Regions from separate parts of the Mus musculus genome. Here region 1 is linked to region 2. Evidence: chromatin contacts called from public HiChIP or PLAC-seq data. All regions are on one chromosome and are shown on one strand. The core of a region is the stretch at or near the end of the contact, and the rest is flanking DNA. Distances in the headings are between cores, read along the strand shown.

Evidence for each region. HiChIP or PLAC-seq counts read pairs in DNA pulled down with a chosen protein or histone mark.
Region 1: a contact with region 2 is called in an HNF4G HiChIP or PLAC-seq map of pancreatic cancer cells. The contact joins the promoter of Plekho2 here to the promoter of Zfp609 in region 2. A contact is called at or near these places in 8 of 39 promoter capture datasets (3T3-L1-derived adipocytes, the C10 cell line, the SN4741 cell line and 5 more), 3 of 484 Hi-C or Micro-C datasets (CD8 T cells, Th1 cells and embryonic stem cells), 17 of 115 datasets of contacts at active chromatin or transcription factors (the 230-238 cell line, the SCID.adh cell line, cardiomyocytes and 12 more) and 4 of 9 other capture datasets (adipose tissue, liver, macrophages and 1 more).

What each region holds. Positions count from the first base shown.
Region 1 is chr9:65,577,454-65,581,520 of GRCm38.p6, forward strand. Plekho2 (pleckstrin homology domain containing, family O member 2) reads right to left here and starts at 2,634. Exons shown (of 6, transcript NM_153119.3): 1 at 2,485-2,634. The coding sequence starts at 2,496.
Region 2 is chr9:65,825,024-65,829,662 of GRCm38.p6, forward strand. Zfp609 (zinc finger protein 609) reads right to left here and starts at 2,541. Exons shown (of 10, transcript NM_172536.3): 1 at 2,443-2,541. Trip4 (thyroid hormone receptor interactor 4) reads right to left here. Exons shown (of 14, transcript NM_001357872.1): 14 at 3,904-4,639.

The sequences.
Region 1 (4,067 bases), core at 1,384-3,883, 250 kb before region 2:
AGGGGAAATAATTCAGGCCCTGGCTCAAAGGATCTTCCAGGCTAATGAAGACAGAACACAGCCTGCCTGTGAGAAGCTTCAGGGGGGCTAGGTGGCTATCTCCCGCTTGAGGGGGCTCTTGTGTGCTGGGAAATTCATGGCTCTTACCCTGAGGGATTTCCCCCATCCCAGCTTTCTGCTGGGACAAGGGCCTGGAGTTGGTGAAGAAGTGCTTTGGGAAGGTAGGTGTTTGTGGAGAATTAAAGGCAAAAAGGTACCAAAGTCTTCCTATCGCCATGGTGCTGGAGAGCTGGCGCAGAGTTAGGAGCGCTAGCTACTTCTTCCAGAGGACCTGGGTTCAAGCTCTGGCTCACAAACATGGTTAACTCCAGTTCCAGGCTATCTGATGCCCTCTTCTGGTCTCCATAGGCAAGTGGTTCACAGAAATGTATACAGGTAAAACACACACACACACACACACACACACACACACACACACACACACACACATATAAAACTTCACATTCTTAACCCCTTTACCACAGAAAGAAAAAGCACAACAGTAAGAACTAGAGCCCAGCCCAGTGTCACAAAACCAGCACTGCCACAGGACACTGCCATGACTGTCTCAGTAAGGATGAGGACAACAGTGGGCAGTCTAGAGTCAGGGAAAGGCATGGCTTTGAGAGGGTAGTGGAGCAGAGCTAAGGTTTCCAACCTTACCCCACAGTCAGCAACCACCACCAGTGATATGTTTGGTTTTCAAAGCTTTTGTACACACATTATCAAATTTCTAGATTCCCCTTCTCATTTTATAACTGGGAAAATGAGGACCAGAAAACGCAGGTAGGCAGATGCTCGAACCCAAACTAGCTCTCCTCCAAGCCTCAGCCTGACAGGGACCAACCATCCTATATCCTATACAGAGGCTAAGGGAGGCTGGCCTCAGGGGTGGCTGGCATCCAGGAAGTGCAAAGCAGGAAGGCTGAAGACAATTATGTGAAGGGAGATGAGGTAGCCTGAGGTCAAGGGCAGATAAGTAACCATGATTAAGAGGTGTTTTAGAGATGGATGGATACAGAGACACAGGCGAACACGTGAACTCTATCAGCAGGAATCGACAAGAGTCAGGGGTACCAAAGAAAGGACAGGCACAGAGATACCCTGACTGTGTGGGTGAGACCTGGGAGTTCAAGGGAGGAAGGAACATGGACAAGACTTTAATGACCCAGATACTTCAGGAGTTTTTGATATCTGGGAGTCACAAAGTAGCCATGTTAGAGATTAGGGACCAGAGGGAGAACAGGGCTGACTTTGCTGAGCCCAGGAAGCCCCAGGAGAACTTCCTTTAACTGGGGACCAAAGCAGATCAGGAGATGGAGTAATTCTGACCCACATCCTCTGGGAGCACGGGGAGGGGCTTTGGACAGAGAGCACAGCCATTGCAGGAGTGGAACCGAGGGCAGGCAGCCGCCATGACAGCAAGGAAAGAAACCACAGCAAAACATAGTGGCCTGACTTTGACCCCTACCTGTACCCACTCTGAGTGCAGGGACCACAGTTAGGTCTAGCGGAGGAGGGTAGGCCCTGTGTTTCATAGAAGAGGAAACCCGGGCTGAGAGGGGAAGTGACTTATCTACCACCTCACAGAAACTCGGGGTCTAGCCTAGAGGGAACAGCCAGCCTTGCAGTGACTCCAGGAAATACGCAAGTGCTCACTGACAGGAATACGGATGGCTGAGCTCACTGAAGGCTCCCCAGCTGGCCTGGGTGGCTACAGGAGGGAAGGCTTCATCTTCTTCCCCGCCCTTCAAGGGATAAGAATGTCTTCTTACTCGTGCAATAAGTGACTGCTGTATACTGAATACTTGGATAACGAGAATGTGGCCAAAATCTAGTTTGTATGCAGAGGGCAGAGGAGGCCCAAGGGACGTTGCTGATCCAGTCCTTGCTACCGGGAGACTCAGTTGACCTGACCCTTCAACTAACATCCTCTGATAGACACAGCTCAAGAGCACTGGGAACTCTGAGATATTTACACAAGGAAGACAAAAGCAATTTCTTCGTTCCTGCCATCAGGCTCCGTTACAATCTCAGATTTCTTGAAAACAGTGACCCAGGACCCTGAAGAACTTCCCTCCCCTAACACACACCTCAGAAGCAGACCTGGCTGAGGCAGGCAAAGAAAGCCAAGAAAGGGTGTAACGGGATTCAAGCACAGCAACCCTGTCTACTTTCAGCAAGTCACCCAACTCTCCAGAGCCTCAGTCTCCCCATCAATCCAATGGGAACCATGACAGGCACTGTTTCCAGTTGGTAAGAAACGCCCAAAACATAACTGAGGATGCTGTCGGCGGGATGCAGACGAGACCTCCATCCCGCCCCTACCCCATTGGTCCAGGTTCTGCTTGAAGGGAAGGACTGTGCAGAAAGACCCGTGGAAGTAGGACGGGCAGCACCCGAGCCCAGCACTCTTGTTCCGTCTGGCCCAGCCCTCGCCCTCACCTCCTCCTCCATGGCGAGTTTGCAAGGTCCGGCGGCTTCGCCGCTTACTGCTGCCCGCGTTGCGCGGGCTCCGCTTGCTCCATCTACGCGCAGCCGGGCGGCGGCTTGCTGTCTTCTGTCCCGCCGGGCGCCCGGGGCCCAAGAAACTTCGGGGGGCGGGGCTGGAGCCGGGGAGGGGCTTCCGGGGGCTGGGGGCGGGGCCAGGGAGGGATACAGCGGCCTCCAAGCCCCCGCCCGCAGCTGGGTGAGGAGCATGGCCGGGTGGGGGGTTCAGGGGCGGGGCCAGGGCGGATCCTGGGCGGGGCCTGTCTTCAGCTCCGGGAATGGACGGAAGAACCTAGGCGGAGCTGAAGTAGCAGGAAGAGGGCGGAGAGAGGTTTCCCGGACCAAAGCAGGGAGAAGGACTGGGAGGGGGTAGAGGCTAGGGAGGTGGGGGATACGGAGGGGGAGGGGGCTTCCGGCCCAGAGGCGGAGGCGAGGGATGCTGGCGGGGTGGGGCAGGGCGGGGGCGGGGCGGGGCGGGGCGGGGGCGCGGCTGACCAAGCAAGCCCGGGAGGCAGTGGGTAGCTGATGCCTTTGAGGTTGCCTAACCCAGTGGGCCTGGGTTGCGGGGGACTGGATCCAGCTGCCAGGGCAGTTCAGAAATGAGTACACAAAGAGGCTCGTCCCCTTTCTTCCCCCAATTTGAAGTAGTGGCTATGGTCTTCGGTCTGTGGAACTTCAGGGTGGGGCCGGCCATGAGCTTGGAATTTATGACCAGAATCAAGTTTGGACTCGGTTCCTTAATAGAGGGTCTCTGAAATCCCAAACTCTGTGCTCTCCTTTCCCTCGTTCAACCCCTTTCTGGTTCTCATGTTGTGAGCCGACTCCATCACCCTAACTCCCTTCGGCCCTGACCTGACCACGTTGCTAGAGAGTGAAGAAACCCTTTAAGTTCTACCATGTACTTTTATTTTTATTTTGAAGAAACAGGCTCGGAGAGTGACTGTCACAGCCAAACCTCCAGCATCCCGCGCGCGCGCGCACACACACACACACACACACACACACACACACTATCTTTCCTAGTCAGGTGTGCTGCATGCTACAGCACCCAGAATTTTGTGCTTGTGGGATAGATTAATGATGATCTGTTTTGACTCTGGGTGACCTAACCTCAGCTACATCAGTTGACCAAACTTCTCTTTCACTGCCCTCTGCTGGCCTTTGGGCTCAGGTCCTTTTCAGTTCAACGTGAAAGAGGATGGAACACACTGCCCCTCGTGCCTGGAACTGGTCCTTACACCTAAAGGGTGGAGAGGGGTTGTGAGATGACCTATTGGTTAGGAACACTTGCTGCTCTTCCAGAGGACCTGGCTTTGATTCTCAGCACCCACATCGTGGCTCACAACTGTCTGGAACTCCAGTTCCAGACGATCCGAGGTTCTCTTCTGGCTTCCTCGTGTACCAGGGATGTAAGTGGTGCACAGACATAACTGCAGAAAAAACACTCATATACATAAAATAATTTTTTTTTTTTTTGGTTTTTCCAGACAGGGTTTCTCTGTGTAGCCCTGGCTGTCCTGGAACTCACTCTGTAGACC
Region 2 (4,639 bases), core at 1,291-3,790:
GAGAGACCACAGTTAGCATTTCTTGTCTTGTCTTGAAAGACCTTTAACAAAAACCAAAGGGCCCCGTTCGATGATAAACTATAGAAAATGGTTAGATAGCTATTTTATACACTGCATACTGAATACAATCCCCTTTACAGTGAATCTTTTAAAAGATGTCCTTAGGGGGCTGGAGAGATGACTCATTGGTTAAGAGCACTGGCTGCTCTTCCAGAGGTCCTGAGTTCAATTCCCAGCAACCACGTGGCGGCTCACAACCATCTGTAATGGCTATACATAAAATAAGTAGTTCTTTAAAAAAAAAAAAAAAAAGACGTCTTTAAAGTCTTCCATGAAAACATCTTTTCTAGTCCTATCTATAGGTAATTGTTACATTTGTAATTACACTTGTAATACAATTACATTAGCTATAATTGATTATATATGTAATTGATGTGAGAGACTTAATGGTACCAAAATACTGCTTGGAGACTTTCATAACACAGTCAAGGACCTGATTCTTCCTATCCTTCTCTAATACCAGATCCAAAAGATTTTTAGCAGTTCCTCTCTGTGGCAAATTTCTCTCCATAATACCTGAATCATCTTCTCTCATTAAATACTGAATTATAAAAGGCAAGTTTTGTTTTCAAAACTTGTCTTGGGCAAATTGAGCAGCTTTTTGTTGTTGTTATTATTATGTAATTATTCACCAGGAAGTCACCATTTAAAAAGGGAACAGGGTGCAGGGCATAGGTGCATGCCTGTAATTGCTAGCACTGCCCAGGAATGATTTTGAGTTAGAGACCAGCCTGGGCAACTAATGAGTCCCTATTGGGGGAGGGGGCACTTGGTCCTGGACTCCCCTATCTTACTCATATACAGGCCTTTAGTGGTGTTCCTAAGAGAACAAACAAAAATAACTGCAGGAGACTCCCATTTCTATACAGAGACATTTAAATACAATGTTTTATGCAAGTACAGAACCTTCTTCACAGTCACCTTCCTCAAAGGTCTGCCACAAAGCATGAGGGTGGCGTGTCCCAGACGCTATTCCTTCACAACTTAGTTACAGGCTAACCAGAGGCAGGCACAACATGGCTGGCATCCTCTATTCTTCTGAAAAATGTGTGCCAGTGAGCCCTGCATTGTTCCTCACTCAAAAAGAAGAGCCTTTCTGTCTGGCCTCTTCCAATGGCAAGCCCCAGTCTGGAAAAGGAAGAAAATGGCACTGAGGAGCCTGGGAGATGGAGCATATCCAAAGCTCTCAGACAAGACTTGAACCTATGACCTTCACTGTGTACACAATAGGCGAGTGAGAGGGACCGGTTTATCTCTGCTGCAACAGTTCTCAGCCCTGGGGTAGCACTCCCGATAAAATGACACGACTATTGTGTGGCAGCAGAACAGTCATCTCTCACAACAGCCTAAACCAGCACTCCCTCCCCCAAGACAAAGCAGCAGGGGTGAAATTAACTCAAGGCTGCAGAGCAAAGCCTAATACAGAAAAGAGAGGCCTGTGGGGGCTTAGGGACTCTCCTCAACCCCTGGGGCTCTGGACACATGGCTGGAAACAGACAGGCTTTCTCCCCCATCTTTCCCACTCTCATTTAGGTAGGAAGCGGTTTCTGAGAGAATTTAATCATCTGTGATTTGTTCAGAAATATTCCCCCTGAAGGGCTCTGCTCTCTCCACCCTGTGTGAGCCTAATTCCTAGAAGCCGAAATGACTGTTTGCCGCTGCCTGTTTCACAAACACACATTAATTGGTCAGATGTGTCTCCTCCTCCTCAGCCCCAGAGGGAGGAAGGAGAATCTGAACCAAGCAGAGAGATGATCCAACCGTAATTACACATAAAGGGAAAAGAGGGCAGCATGGGGTTTCCAAACAGGACAGGGTCTCAAACCCTCCCGGGGATACAGGGACAGCAGTTTAAAGTCCAGGCCTAGGGATCCCTCCATCTTGAAGAAAAGGACAGGAGTAAAATGTGACCTAAGACTGGAAAGGCGCACACACCCACAACCTACTGCCTGCACGCTCCCAGCCACCTTGCTCTCCTTTCCCGGGTCGCGCACACGTCCTGCTTTCAACCCTCCGCTCCCGACGCTCCCCTGAGTCCCTAACGAGCCCCAGTCGCCCCGGGGCTCCCTCGGCAGAGCCTCCGAAAACTCTCTGGCCTGCCCCTACCACCTGGCCAAATCAGAGACTATCCCGGGCACCGCCACCCTCAGCCCGAACCGCCCGGGCCATGCTTTGAACTTCACCTCAGGCCCCCTCCCCCACCCACGCAACGACCCCGCTTTCCCCGCACACACCTTCCCCTCGCTCCGCCCCGGCCCCCCCAACCCCCACTTCCTCCGCCGGGCGCCGCTGCTCCGGCGCCCTCCGCGCCCCTCGGCGCCGGGCCTCCCCCAGAGTCGCCTCCCCCTCCCAGCCCCGGCTCCACACAAAGCTTAGACTCACCGCGCGGCCGGTCCCGGGAGCCGCCACCTCCGCCCGCCCGGGGCCCCGGGCCGCAGAGCCACCACTGCTACGCGTCCCGGGCCGCCATCTGGGCCGCGGCCCCTCCCCCTCCCCGCCCCGGCTCTCCGCCCCTCCCCGCGCCGCTCCGCCCCGCCTGGCCGGGGCCGCTGTGTCCGGGGCTGCGGGTCCCTCAGCTGCCGCCGCCGCCGCCGCCGCCGCCGCCACCGCCGCCGCCGCCGCCGCGATCCGGGACAACCAGGGCAGCCTGGAAGACCTGGACACTGGATTCTCGTGCTCTCGGATCCGGATTCCGTGCGCTATGGAGTCTGGAGCGGGCGAGTGCACGAGGAAACCCGGAACCTGGATGCAGGAGCTAAGTCCTGGGTCTCTAAATGCGCGGTAGCTGCGAGCCCTGAGAAAAGAATGCTGGAAAACCTGGCGGGCGGGTCGAAACTAAGATAAGCTCAGAAGACCGGGCTGGACAGTTTGAACCCAATGCTCTCTCCTCGTGCAGATTCCTGGCTGGATAAGACTTCTCACCGAAAAGTCTCTGGAGAAGCGTTAGCTCTTAAATACAGATGTTTTCTATCGTGGAAAGAGGAAAGATCATGGGATCTGAACATGAACCTTTCTACAAAGAACAGAAGACAAGTGCACAGCTCTTAACTGTCTCATCCATTTTGCCGCTTAGTTCGGCAAACTATTTTAAGTAAAGAATTTAGGGTGGGGGTTGGGGGGGACAGGACACGTGTCGTGGCGCACGTTTGCAGGTCAGCCGACAATTTGCAGGAGTCGTTCCCTCCACCATTTGGTTTTAGGGATCAAACTTAGATCCTTAGGCTTAGCAGCGCGCATCTTTACCCACTGAGCCATCTCACTGGCCCTCAAACTCCTTTTTTATTCAATGTCTTCAGTTTTTCTTTGATTATCGTTTGTTTTCCTCTAGAGTACCTGTGTCCCTTTCCACCTCAACATCCAGTATCACTAAATCTTACTGCTTTTTAACCTTGAGCCCGTTTCTGCACTCCATCTCACCATTCTGTCACTATAGATTGTGACTTTTAAATCTGTTACCTATCTTAAGGTTGCCCAGCACACCATCTACACAGCAGACATTCTGTTCTTGTGAAATTGAGCCCTCCCACCAGTTGCTTACGAAACTGCTTCATGACCTAAGACTTCCACCTCCTACCATAGCAAACCAATGTTTATCCAATTCTCAAGAACCCCCATCATGCCCTTCCTGTGTCTGAGACCATTTTATTCAGCTATGCAGTTACCTTTATTCTCTTATCCTAAGGGCACTCTTCACTGGTGCCATTCACAGTAGCATGTGACTTAGAGATCGAGTGAGTCATAACTTTGCTATCTTCACAGAAAGAAAAGGAGGGTGGGAGAGCTGACAGCTTAAAGATGAACGCTAAGCCCAAGCCCATCTAGTCTAGGAAAAAGTAATTCCCTCTTGGTCCATAGATAGTTTTATTGGATAGTAAAGGGACAGAACTGATGACTCAGAGTGGCGGCCAACTTACCAATCTATACTCTATATTACAAAATGAGGGCTTAAACAGAAAGGAAAAACAGGGTTTAGTGTTCCATATCTCTGTGATTTAATGAAGGGTTAAACATTGTAGCACTAGACTAAAACAGTTAGGGGACAAGGAAACAGTTCTACTTAGCTTTTAATCACAGTTAGCTGACTCTGACTAAAGACAAGGATCTAATGTATAAGACAGTAAGAGAATCTCAAGTTTTGACTTCTTGTATCTCGAGAGCAAGAATTGGCAAACTAGTAGCCCAAAGAACAAATCAGATTCACTACCACGTTTTGGTAAATCCTGTAAGTTAAAAACTAATTTTTACATTTTAACAATATTTAAATAAAAGAAGATATTTTACAACACAAAAGTTATAAGAATCTGGTGTGGTGGTACAGACTCCAGCACTTGGGAGCTTGACGCTAGAGATCTAAAACTTAAGGCTAGGCCTGGGCTTGAACTGGGTTACACAGACTGTCTCAAAAAAGTGTCTACAAACAGTTTCCCTGGCTGTAGCCAAGCTTTCTTGCTCACATTATCTATGGGTGTATTTGCAGTACCACAGCACAGCTGAATGGTTTATAAAACCAAAGCCATTTGCTGTCTGACCCTTATGGAATTGGAATGACTTTGCTAACCCCTGCCCCCTGCTGTTCAGA